Regions from separate parts of the Mus musculus genome. Here region 2 is linked to region 1. The links are chromatin contacts, called in public Hi-C maps. All regions are on one chromosome and are shown on one strand. The core of a region is the stretch at or near the end of the contact, and the rest is flanking DNA. Distances in the headings are between cores, read along the strand shown. Region 1 overlaps Klhl5 (kelch-like 5). Region 2 overlaps Rfc1 (replication factor C (activator 1) 1).

Evidence for each region. A called contact is a pair of places that touch in the nucleus more often than the background predicts.
Region 2: a Hi-C map of regulatory T cells shows a contact between it and region 1, with 2.1 times the contacts expected there. The contact joins two enhancer-like sites. A contact is called at or near these places in 1 of 15 datasets of contacts at CTCF or cohesin (pro-B cells), 4 of 484 Hi-C or Micro-C datasets (bone marrow-derived macrophages, embryonic stem cells, erythroblasts and 1 more) and 2 of 9 other capture datasets (adipose tissue and liver).

The regions. Positions count from the first base shown.
Region 1 is chr5:65,151,980-65,157,084 of GRCm38.p6, reverse strand. It overlaps Klhl5 (kelch-like 5), which reads right to left. Exons shown (of 11, transcript NM_175174.4): 6 at 844-1,030. Among named protein-coding and RNA genes, the nearest start is that of Klhl5, 23 kb to the right of the region's middle. Within about 2 kb of position 2,749, at least 3 of the 459 cell types and tissues checked have an H3K27ac peak or open chromatin away from gene starts, as enhancers often do. A contact at or near this core is called in regulatory T cells, where this site is marked.
Region 2 is chr5:65,297,064-65,302,168 of GRCm38.p6, reverse strand. Rfc1 (replication factor C (activator 1) 1) reads left to right here. Exons shown (of 25, transcript NM_001347357.1): 6 at 159-236; 7 at 4,693-4,770. Among named protein-coding and RNA genes, the nearest start is that of Rfc1, 36 kb to the left of the region's middle. Within about 2 kb of position 2,323, at least 58 of the 459 cell types and tissues checked have an H3K27ac peak or open chromatin away from gene starts, as enhancers often do. A contact at or near this core is called in regulatory T cells, where this site is marked.

The DNA of each region.
Region 1 (5,105 bases), core at 1,500-3,999:
GGGAGCATAGGGAGGGTGCAGGATCTACTGCCCTCTTCTGGCTCCCACAGGCACTGCATGCCTATGGTGCACATTAGACGGGGCTGGAACAGGGCTGAGAGCAGAACCAGGATGAGCTGAGACTGTGTGACTTCTGTCAGGGTTGCAGGCACCACTGCAGGAGGATGGGCAGAGGTCAGGTGTACAGAAAGGCCCCATAACAACTGACAGCCAATAGCACCATGCATGGTCTTCAACCTCTAGGAACAACTGTTCACAGAATCCAAGTTTGTAACTCAAATATTTGTGTTTAGCTTTCATTTCTATATATGTATGTATGTATTCATGAATCTTTTCTTAATTGTTTAAGAGTAAAAATCACAGAAATGATGACCCCGTGGCCCTAAATATTTCAGCAGATCTTCCTCAGAGAAAACGATTCTTTTTAAAAGTCATCTATGTGGAGTGAAGTGTTCTTACTGAGCTAGATCCCTAGCCTAAAGTAGCTAGTTACCTCTTCCTAATCTCATCTGTCTCTATCAGTTGGCACCATGAAAGAAACAGCTTTCCTTTCCATCTGTGTCTCTGTGAACTCACGGAGACTCTGATTTGACGTTAGCTTCTTTTACAGTAATTACTTACTATGATGCTCAAGTTACTTAAACTCAATGGAAACTCCCAACAAGATGTCTTCTCTACCTTTTGATCTGCCTCTTACCATGCCTTGAATATTTTCTGCCACTAAGGTGCTTTCTGGTCTCATCTTTTCCTGTCCTTGTCCCTCAACCAGTCACTTCTCCACCGGGCCTCTTGGTAGTGTTACTGGTTACCCTCTGTTCCTTTAGATCAACGATCTCCCAATACCCTTTGTTGAATCCATCCCTCCAACTGCAAATAACGTTCCAACAGTTGACTTGCGAGGCTTTGTCCGAGGACTCTGCAACATGGGTCGTCTCTCAGGTAATAAATGGTACTTCATTGCTTCCATGATGAGTTTCTGACATTCAATGTCATCCCGGAAAAGTGCATTGTTTTCCATGTCTGCCAGGAACTAGAAGAGAGCAGGGTATACAGACAATGAAGACATGTAAATATACTTTTTAGTTCACTACTGCATTTTGCTGGTCTGTTTATTTCTAGGATTTTACTTCATTTTTGAGACAGGGTCTTACTATGTGGCCCTGGTTGGTCCAGAATCCATGATGTACAGCAGGCTAGCCATGGCCCCCTGATTCTCCTGCTTCAGTATCTCACACAGTGAAATTGCAGGCAGCAATCACCACCATGGGCTCATGAGTGCCCCTGCCTCATGAGTGCAGGGATGAAAGACATTTATCACCCTCCCCTGCCCGGTTTCTGTTGTTTCTGATGTAGGAACTCATATTGGCTTTGAACTCTTATGTGTCCCAGGCTGACTCTGAACTTGGGCTCACAGGTGCTGAGGCTATAGGCAAGAGCTGCCCCAGATTATTGGTGTCTTTACTGCATGCTCTGAAATCTGATATTTTGGTCTCCCTCTCATCAAGTTTCACAGTTTTCTTGGCTATTTGAGGTCTAGTTTTCCATGTTGGTTTAAGACAGAGTCATCTAGTTATCTTTATTTTCTTGGCTTTCTGGTGTGAATGGTGCTAAGTTCTTTTATTAGTTATGGAGAATACACATTTTGTGATATTAGGTCTTTCTGTTCAAGGAGCCTTCTCACTTGTATCACTTTCTTTACTGTCTTTCCCTTCATTTTGTTAAATCTATTCTTATATATGTAATTATTTTTATTGCCATTTTATTTTTTCTGTTTTTTAAAAAAAACTTTCTCTCTCCTTCTTCCTTCTCTTCTCTTCTCTTCCTTCCTTCCTTTCTTTCTTTCTTTCTTTCTTTCTTTCTTTCTTTCTTTCTTTCTTTCTTTCTTATGTTTTGCTGGAGAAGAAAAACAAATCTCATGATGACTGGAGCTTGTATTAACCTGGCACTTTACCACACTCCTTAGCTCTAGCTGTTATGCATTCGCCCATCATCAAGTAGGGAGACTTTGACATCTCTTCTGAGTGGACATCAACTCTTTCAGTTTATGGCATTATATTGCCCAAACCTTCAATGTAGTGGTAAATAGCTGGATAAAGTAGAGCCCCTTTGCTTCTGGCTGGAGTTAGGTGGTATTGGTGCTTGTATTGCAGACAGTAGTTGCTACAGTGTGCACTGTGTGATCCATCTTTATTTAAGCTGCCTCCTTCTCTCCCTGCTTTAGTGTTCAAATTAAGAACTGCTACCAATTTTTCCTCAAATATTTTTCACATATCTATTGATAAGAGCATATAATTTTTTTCCTTTGTAGCTAGTGATGCAATGACTCCCTTGATGAGTACCTGGTAATTGTTCTTTTGTTGTTGTTCTTGGGAAAAATTTCCCTGTCCATGGTGTAGATCCTTTAAAGCACAGCACACGCCCATTACCGTATAAGCAGAGGATACACATCAGGCTTGATCCAGTTAGATGATGTTTAGTAAGTGCCTCAAATGGAAAGGTTTGGAGTCTTTCACCTGAGGCAGATCTCAGAGCCCCGATTCTGTTAACTGCCACACCCATGCCACTTCCTGTCCCGAACATTAATTTACTCATACAGATTCGTCTTGTCTGTGTATTTCATGTAAACAAAACCAACATGCCCTCCATGTCTTGCTTATTTTATTCAGCATATTCTCTAGGTTTGTCCATGGTGCAGCATGTTTCAGTCTTGCTTCTTTGCTGTTGAATTATTATTCAATTCTTGTGGTTGGCTCTGTTTTACTCTCCATCCAGCAACTGATGGATACTTCGTTTGCTTCCTGTGTGGAACAACTATAGGTGCTAAGAAAGTTGTGTGCACATCACACAACTGTGTGGACATATTTTGATTTCTCTTGGGTAGATAACTAGGTAAAATTACCCTTAACTTATAGGAAACCTCCGAACTGCATTTCCAAACATCTCTACCACACTTTCATTGCACTAGCACCCTGGGAGGTTTCTGTTCCCACACACCCTCACCAACCAAGCCCATTGTAGCCAGCTGGGTAAGTAGAAAGTGGGTTTTACTCTGCATTTCTTTAATAGCTAATAATTCTGGGAATATGTCCAGGCATTGATAACTGAAGAGAGCCAAAGTTTCCGATAAAGGTTACCATTTAAAAACAAAAACAAAAAGCTGTGGCATTTGGTAAGCATGCATCATAAGCCAAAGGCAAAGTCCTCCCAGTAAGACACAGTCTCGTGACTTGGGCCTCTTCTTTCCCCATGCTCACAAACAAACTTACCACAGAAGTCATTAGTGGGTATGCATTGAGCTGGCTTATTTAGATTAATGTTACTGTTTGTATTACTTTTGATACAATTACCCCAGTGCTTTCTAAATAAAAATAAATGTGAGATAAAATATAGGAAGTAATGTCTCAGGAGATCATATAGTAACTTCAATATGAAGTAAAACATATTTCTTAACAGGCTGGTAAGTTCTGTAGTTTATTAAAAATGAGATTAGTTATATTTAAGTAAAGAAGTGAGACTAGAAAAATTATAAAGCAATTAATTCAAGAACAACATTAATCAAGTATTAGTGTAGCAGGTTTGTTATTGTTCAGGAAATTATTATGATAGGCTAAACTATAAAATATTGATTCTAATATATCTTGCATTTATATGAATTCCAAATGTCTGCCATAAACAGTGGCAAATTATTAAAATAGAGGTATTTGCAGAGACAGACGTGTTGGCTGTGCAGACTCTTATCTTCATTCCTGCATTTGCTTCTCATGACTCAGGTCTCTAAAACTGTCCCCTCACACACACAGACTGGCTCATCCACACTGCAGAGAAAGTGTGTCTTCCCTGTAGCATCACTGACTCGAGTACTTCTTTCTTCTTGAATTTGAGTCAATTTTCAGTAGAACTCCACCCAAGAGTAAAATAAAATGGCCACAAACACTTCCTTTTTGATTACCCAGTGTCTTTGGAAAGTCACGTAAAATGATCAATCACTTAGGAGTCTGGGGATGGCTTCGCTGGTAAAATGCCTGCTACACACGTATGAACTTGAATTCAAACCTCCAGTTCCCCCACAAAAGCCAGGTACCAAGGCATGCATCGGTGACTTCAGCACTGGGTGGGCAGGACACAGGTGGCTGCTCGCTGGCCAGGTGGTCTAGTCATAATGATGAAGTTCTGATTCAATAAGAGATCCTCAGGAAAGGTAGAAAGTGGTCGAAAAAGGCAACTGATGTCGACCCCTGGTCTCTGCATGCACTCACACATTCATGCATGTGCATCTGCAGAGACATGTGCATACATACAAACAAATATACACGGCACATACATGTGTGTGCACACACACACACATAAGCAAAATCATTTTTAAAAAGATCATTTCGGGGTTGATGAGATGGCTGAGTGAGCAAGGTCCTTGCTGTGCAAGTCTGGTGAGCTGAGTTCCAACCCTGGAGCCTATGTAAAGGTAGGAGAGAACACACCTCGTGAAGCTGTCCTCTGACCTCCACGTGCACACTGTGCCATGTGCCCCTCCCCCACACACGACAGATCCACACATGAGTAGTAAATTAAAAAGTGTAAGAAGATCACTTGGGTAGCATGTCATAAATATACATATCACCCCTTCCATCACTTACAATGTCTGCTGTTGGTGGCACTATAATAAATGAATACTTGGAAGCTGAGTCCCTTCTAGCTAGGGCTCAAAGTGCTTTGTCTAATATGATAAAAATCTCATTTATATGGGGAAAACATGATTCCACAAGTGTAAATTCTCTAGGTTATACCTGGTCTCAGTTCTAAAAATAGTCATTAATTACCTGACAGGCATTTGACAATTTTAATAATTGTTATTTTTTTATATGTAAAACATACAGAAACTAACTTCAGAATTCTACTTGGTAATTAATTGTGTAATTCTGTTTTTCACTTTTATCATAAAAATCCAAATCCAAACCCCTAGAACTCAAAGGAACTCACCCCTAACTGGAAAATCTATAACACCCCTGGGAAATCTGTTACACCCCTCCCCCATGACTCAGGGAACACTGTGGAAGGGGGCCAGAGAGATTATAAAAGCCAGGGCTGAGGGGAGATTGCCACAAAATAGT
Region 2 (5,105 bases), core at 1,074-3,573, 150 kb before region 1:
ACAGCCACAAACGACTTTGGGTCGACTTTGGGCTTGTATGGATTGTGACCTATCTCTCAGTAATGTGTTTAGTTAGTGTTGCCAGAAAAACAAACCAACCAAAACTTTAATTTTAGCCAGATTTCTGCTTATCTTGCTTGATTTTCTTTGGAATACAGTCTTCTCAAAACACAGAGGATTCCAGATTAAATGATGAGGCCATCGCCAAGCAGCTGCAGCTGGATGAAGATGCAGAGGTACTGCCATTCCACTTAGTTATCACTGTTGGCTTGATGGTCTGACTTTGGACTTCTGTTAGCCAGGCAAACAGTCAAGATGGTTTTAATCCTTTTCTCTTTTTAAATAAGTTCTGCCTGCCTCCCTGTCTTGTCTCTGTATCTGCCTGTCTCTGTGTATGTGTGTCCATCCACCCATCCATCCATCCATCCATCACTCCAAGACAGGACCAGAACTCACTGTATAGGCCAGGTTGGCCTTGAACTCACAATTTTGCCTTAGTTTTCTGAGTGTTGGGATTATAGTGGTGCACAGCCATGATTAGCTCAAAATGAGCCTCATCAGGAGTATGGTGTAAAATAAATTAAAATAAAGTATATGAGAATATAAGTTTCTGTAAAATATAAATGATGAGACTAACAGATAATTATTTATGTAAACATTTTGAAGTTCTGTGAATAGGAGGCTCTGTAGTGTATTTGAAAGAACTTCATTTTCTCCTGTCTTCTTTTTGCTTTCATTCTGAGCATATACACTCTTTCCCTGGCCCTTTACTGTATACACTGATGTCTTAGAAATCTGCCTTTGGTTCAGGATTCTCTCTTGAGCTGTAAACCCATATCTGACAGGGATTTATTGATCACTTACCGAGTTCCTAGCATGGCTGTTGGTAGTAGGTGATTATGGTTTAAAGAGAAAACCAAGAAAGAAAACAAGATGCTGGGAAGCGACAGACGTGCAGAATGCAAGTAGAGTTCTGGGGCAGGTAGGGAGCGCGTGGTGTCGGAGAGTGACGCACAGGCAGCCACTGCTGAAGACTCAGATCCACACTGAGCCCAGGATCGCAAGGGTAAGCATCTGAGAAAGTATGCGCAGGAGATCAGTATGGCCACACAGATGAATGAGAAGGCAGTTAGGGGATTTGGAGGAGTAGCCATCAGCAGGTCTTGTAGGTCACAATGAGTCTTTGGTACCTAGGAAAAGGACATTGATTGGTCAGGACTTCAGATTTAGCCTCTGTGAGATGGACTCAATTGGAGTCCTTAGTAAAGTGGCATGACTTGGTGGGTCCTGGAAGTATACTGGCTTCTGTAGTGTACACAGGATAACTTGAAGTCTTTCCCTGTAGTTGGGCATGAGCAGACTGGCGTGGAGATTGTTAAGGTGTGGCAAGTGGCAAATGTTAGCTCGCGTCAGGTTGGAAGTGAGAGGTGACCTCAGCAGCTGGATGAACAGTGGTGCTGTTACGAAGATCAGAACACAGGATGCAGAGCCTGTTGGTACAAAGAAGTTAGTTCTGTTCTGGCGGCTACAGGGTGGTGCCGGCAGGTCCAGTCTAGAGGAGAGAGAACCTGGTCCCTCTGGGGTCTCTCTGGAGCTGAGCAGGATGGCAAGTGTCGATGTCCCAAAAGAAACACACCAAGCCAGGAGTCTTGTGGAAGCAGGAACTCAACTTTATGGCATCAGCCTCTCGCTTATATAAGTTCGAAACATAGGGAGGGGAATTTTTGGTGGGGCAAGGAGGAATGGTGACAGAGGGTATGGCGTGACTGACAGGGCCAATGGCAAAGTTCTACCTCAGCAAGAGTGAGGCAGAGGCAGGGCCAAACAGGTCTTGCTGAATCATCCTGATGCGGAAGTGACTGAGACAGGTCTCAAAACTAGAGCCAGGCTTAGGCTTTCCCACAAGGCCGCAGAAACTCGAACCGGGTTCGGGTTTGTCCTCAAGGGCCAAACCAGGGCAAAAATGAGGCCCAACAGGATGGCTCAGTGATTAAAGCTGCTCGGCATGGAAGCCTGTCCTCCTGAGTTTGATTTCTGGTATCAATGTACAGGGTAGAAGAAAGGTTGTTCTCTGTGCTCCACCTGAACACCCATTCACACACACACACACACACACACACACACACACACACACACACACACACACACACACACACACAGGTTGTTCTCTGTGCTCCACCTGAACACCCATTCACACACACACACACACACACACACACACACACACACACACACACACACACACACAGAGACACACACACACACTAATTAAAAAGAGTTCTGTTTTGATAGTGGCAGATGTCTGATAGAGGAAGTGGTGGAGGAACAAGGAAACAAGTCTGGCACTCAGCTGCAGGATGTATTTGCAAGTGATTAGCATTTGTGTGGGACTTAATACTTGTATACCTGTATGACACCTTGAGGAGAAAACAAAAGAAAAACATTGTTAGGATTGCTCTTTAACATTGGAGATGAAGGGGCTGGAGAGATGGCTCAGAGGTTAAGAGCACTGACTGCTCTTCCGAAGGTCCTGAGTTTCAATCCCAACAATCACATGGTAATGAGATCTGACGCCCTCTTCTGGTGTGTCTGAAGACAGCTACAGTGTACTTATGTATAATAATAAATAAATCTTTGGGCTGGAGCAGGCAGGGACTGAGCGAACGGGGGCCAACTGGAGCAAGCAGAGGTCCTAAATTCAATTCCCAACAACCATGTGAAGGCTCACAGTTATCTGTACAGCTACAGCATACTCATATACATAAAATAAATAAATCTTTAAAAAACAACAACAACAAAAAAAATGGAGATAAAGAGGCTCTGGCAGAGGGGACTAAGGGAGCTGTGGGTGGGGTGGGAAGACTGGGTGAGCCTGGTGTTTGCAGACGCTGAATATGATGGAGTTCACCGGGAGGGCTCATCTTGGAGCGTCTTCATGTTAGGGCTTTGTGGACCCCTTCCCTGTCCCCAGACACTCAGGACTGTATTGTTTATTGACATTGTGATACAATGCCTTCTCCATGGAGCCTGACCCTAGAGAACATTGGCTGACTATGTCTCAGTGCTTGTTCTAGTGCCCTGGACAGACCATGTGTGGTTCTTCATTTTATTAGCTGGACACTTCACACTTGGTGTTTTACAAATATTCCTTAGCTGGCTGTGGTGGTACACACCTTTAATCCCAGCAGAGGGAGAAAGATCTCCAAAAGAGCTTGAGGCCAGCCTGGTCTACAAAGCAAATCCCAGACCAGCCAATACTATATAGTGAGACCTGTCTCAAAACAGCAACAAAACCCGAAACAAATACCTGCCTTGTTTTTGGTTGTACTGCATTATCTGATCTCTACCCAGGGGTCCTGATGACTCATGCAAGGTAGGATGAGTGGCCTAGGCCAACTGTGAAGTCCTTGTCAGGAACCTAACGTGCTGTTATCTTTGCCCAGCTGTGGAGGATTAGCTACTTCTGTGCAGAGAACCACAGGGTATCACAGTCCCCTGTTTTCCTGTTTCTGTCACATTCTTTTAGACTCTTTGGGTAAATTAATTTAATGAAAGATTTAGGGTGTTAATCATTGATAGTCTTTCCTAATTATCTCCTAAGAATCCCATCCCCAGTTCTACCTTTTTTCATTCATGGTAACTATATGTTCACTATCTCATCCCGAAGCCAGTATATCCAATGCCACATGATGTCACTGACAGTAAATAAACATCGTGATAAGATGCAGGGCTCTTTATCACATGCCATAACCCCAGTCCTAAGTTTCGTTCGATTCATTGCCCTCCCCTTCCCTCCTCTCCCCTCCCATCTCCTCCTGGTGTACACAGAAGGTTCTAGACCGTCCAGGACTACATAATGAGACAATGCCTTCCACAGCAGTGGCTGGGAGGAGGATAAGCCAGGTGTAGTGGTGCACACCTTTAATCTCAGCCCTTTAGAGCAGAGGTAGGTGGATCTCAGTGAGTTTGAGGACAGCCTGGTCTACATCCTGCCTTCTAAGCCAGCCAGTGCTGTGTAGTAAGACCCTATCTTTTAAAAATCAAAACAGAACTGGGTGGGCTAGGCTGGAGAGGTGACTCAGATGACTTGTCAAACCAGAGTTTGTTTGCTAGCACCTATTTATAACTCCAGTTCTGGGGCATCTGATGCCCTCAGCTGGTCTGTATACCCACATATAGATGCAAATATACACATGAGGTTTTTTTCTTAGAACAAATAAACCATAATAAAACATATAATGAAGAGATCTGTTATACTAAGAGCATTAAGAGAAAATGTGACCTCAGATTTTATAAAGAAATAGCACGTGAGGATATGCAACTATCTCCATTGGCTGGTAAGATGGCTCAGCAGGTGGAAGGTGCCTGAGGGCTGGAGTTTAATCCTTGGGGGCTCAAAAGGAGAAAAACATCTCTTACAAGTTGTCTTCTGGCCTCCTCACTTGTGCCATGCATGCATACCCACATACACAAGAAATAAACAAATTTGAAATATGCTAACTTTATTATGGTGCAGATCTAGAAGTGGAGTCAGTAATGTAAGTTGATACTTGACTGTCAGTGTATAGTGGGAAGATGTCATTGTTATTTTCAGGAATTTTTTCTGTTTTTTTCTAAACATATGAACCACACATTTAAAAACTTTTGGGTACAAAAAGCCAAAAGCATCTTACTGTGTTATGCTTTTTACAGCTGGAGAGGCAGTTGCATGAAGATGAAGAATTTGCAAGAACACTGGCCTTATTGGATGAAGAACCCAAGATCAAAAAGGTAGCATTATGGGGGGGGGTGTTTGTGTGTGTGTACACGTGTGTACACATGCAGTCCAGAGGTAGATGTCAGGTCTTGTCCTCCACCTCAGTTGACCTTGGAGCTTCCCATTTCTTCTAAGATGGCTGGCCAGGGAGTGAGCCTCCAGGATCCTCCTGTGTCCTTCCCAGCATTGCATTCCCAGTTACAGGAATGCACTGCCATGCTTGGCTTTCTCATAGGTTCTCATGAAGTGAAAGTATGTGGGATGACTTTATCCATTGAGTCTTGCCACTAGGTACACTGTTTTAATTTATACTATGTGTGTATGTATGTGTGTGTATGCAAATTCATTT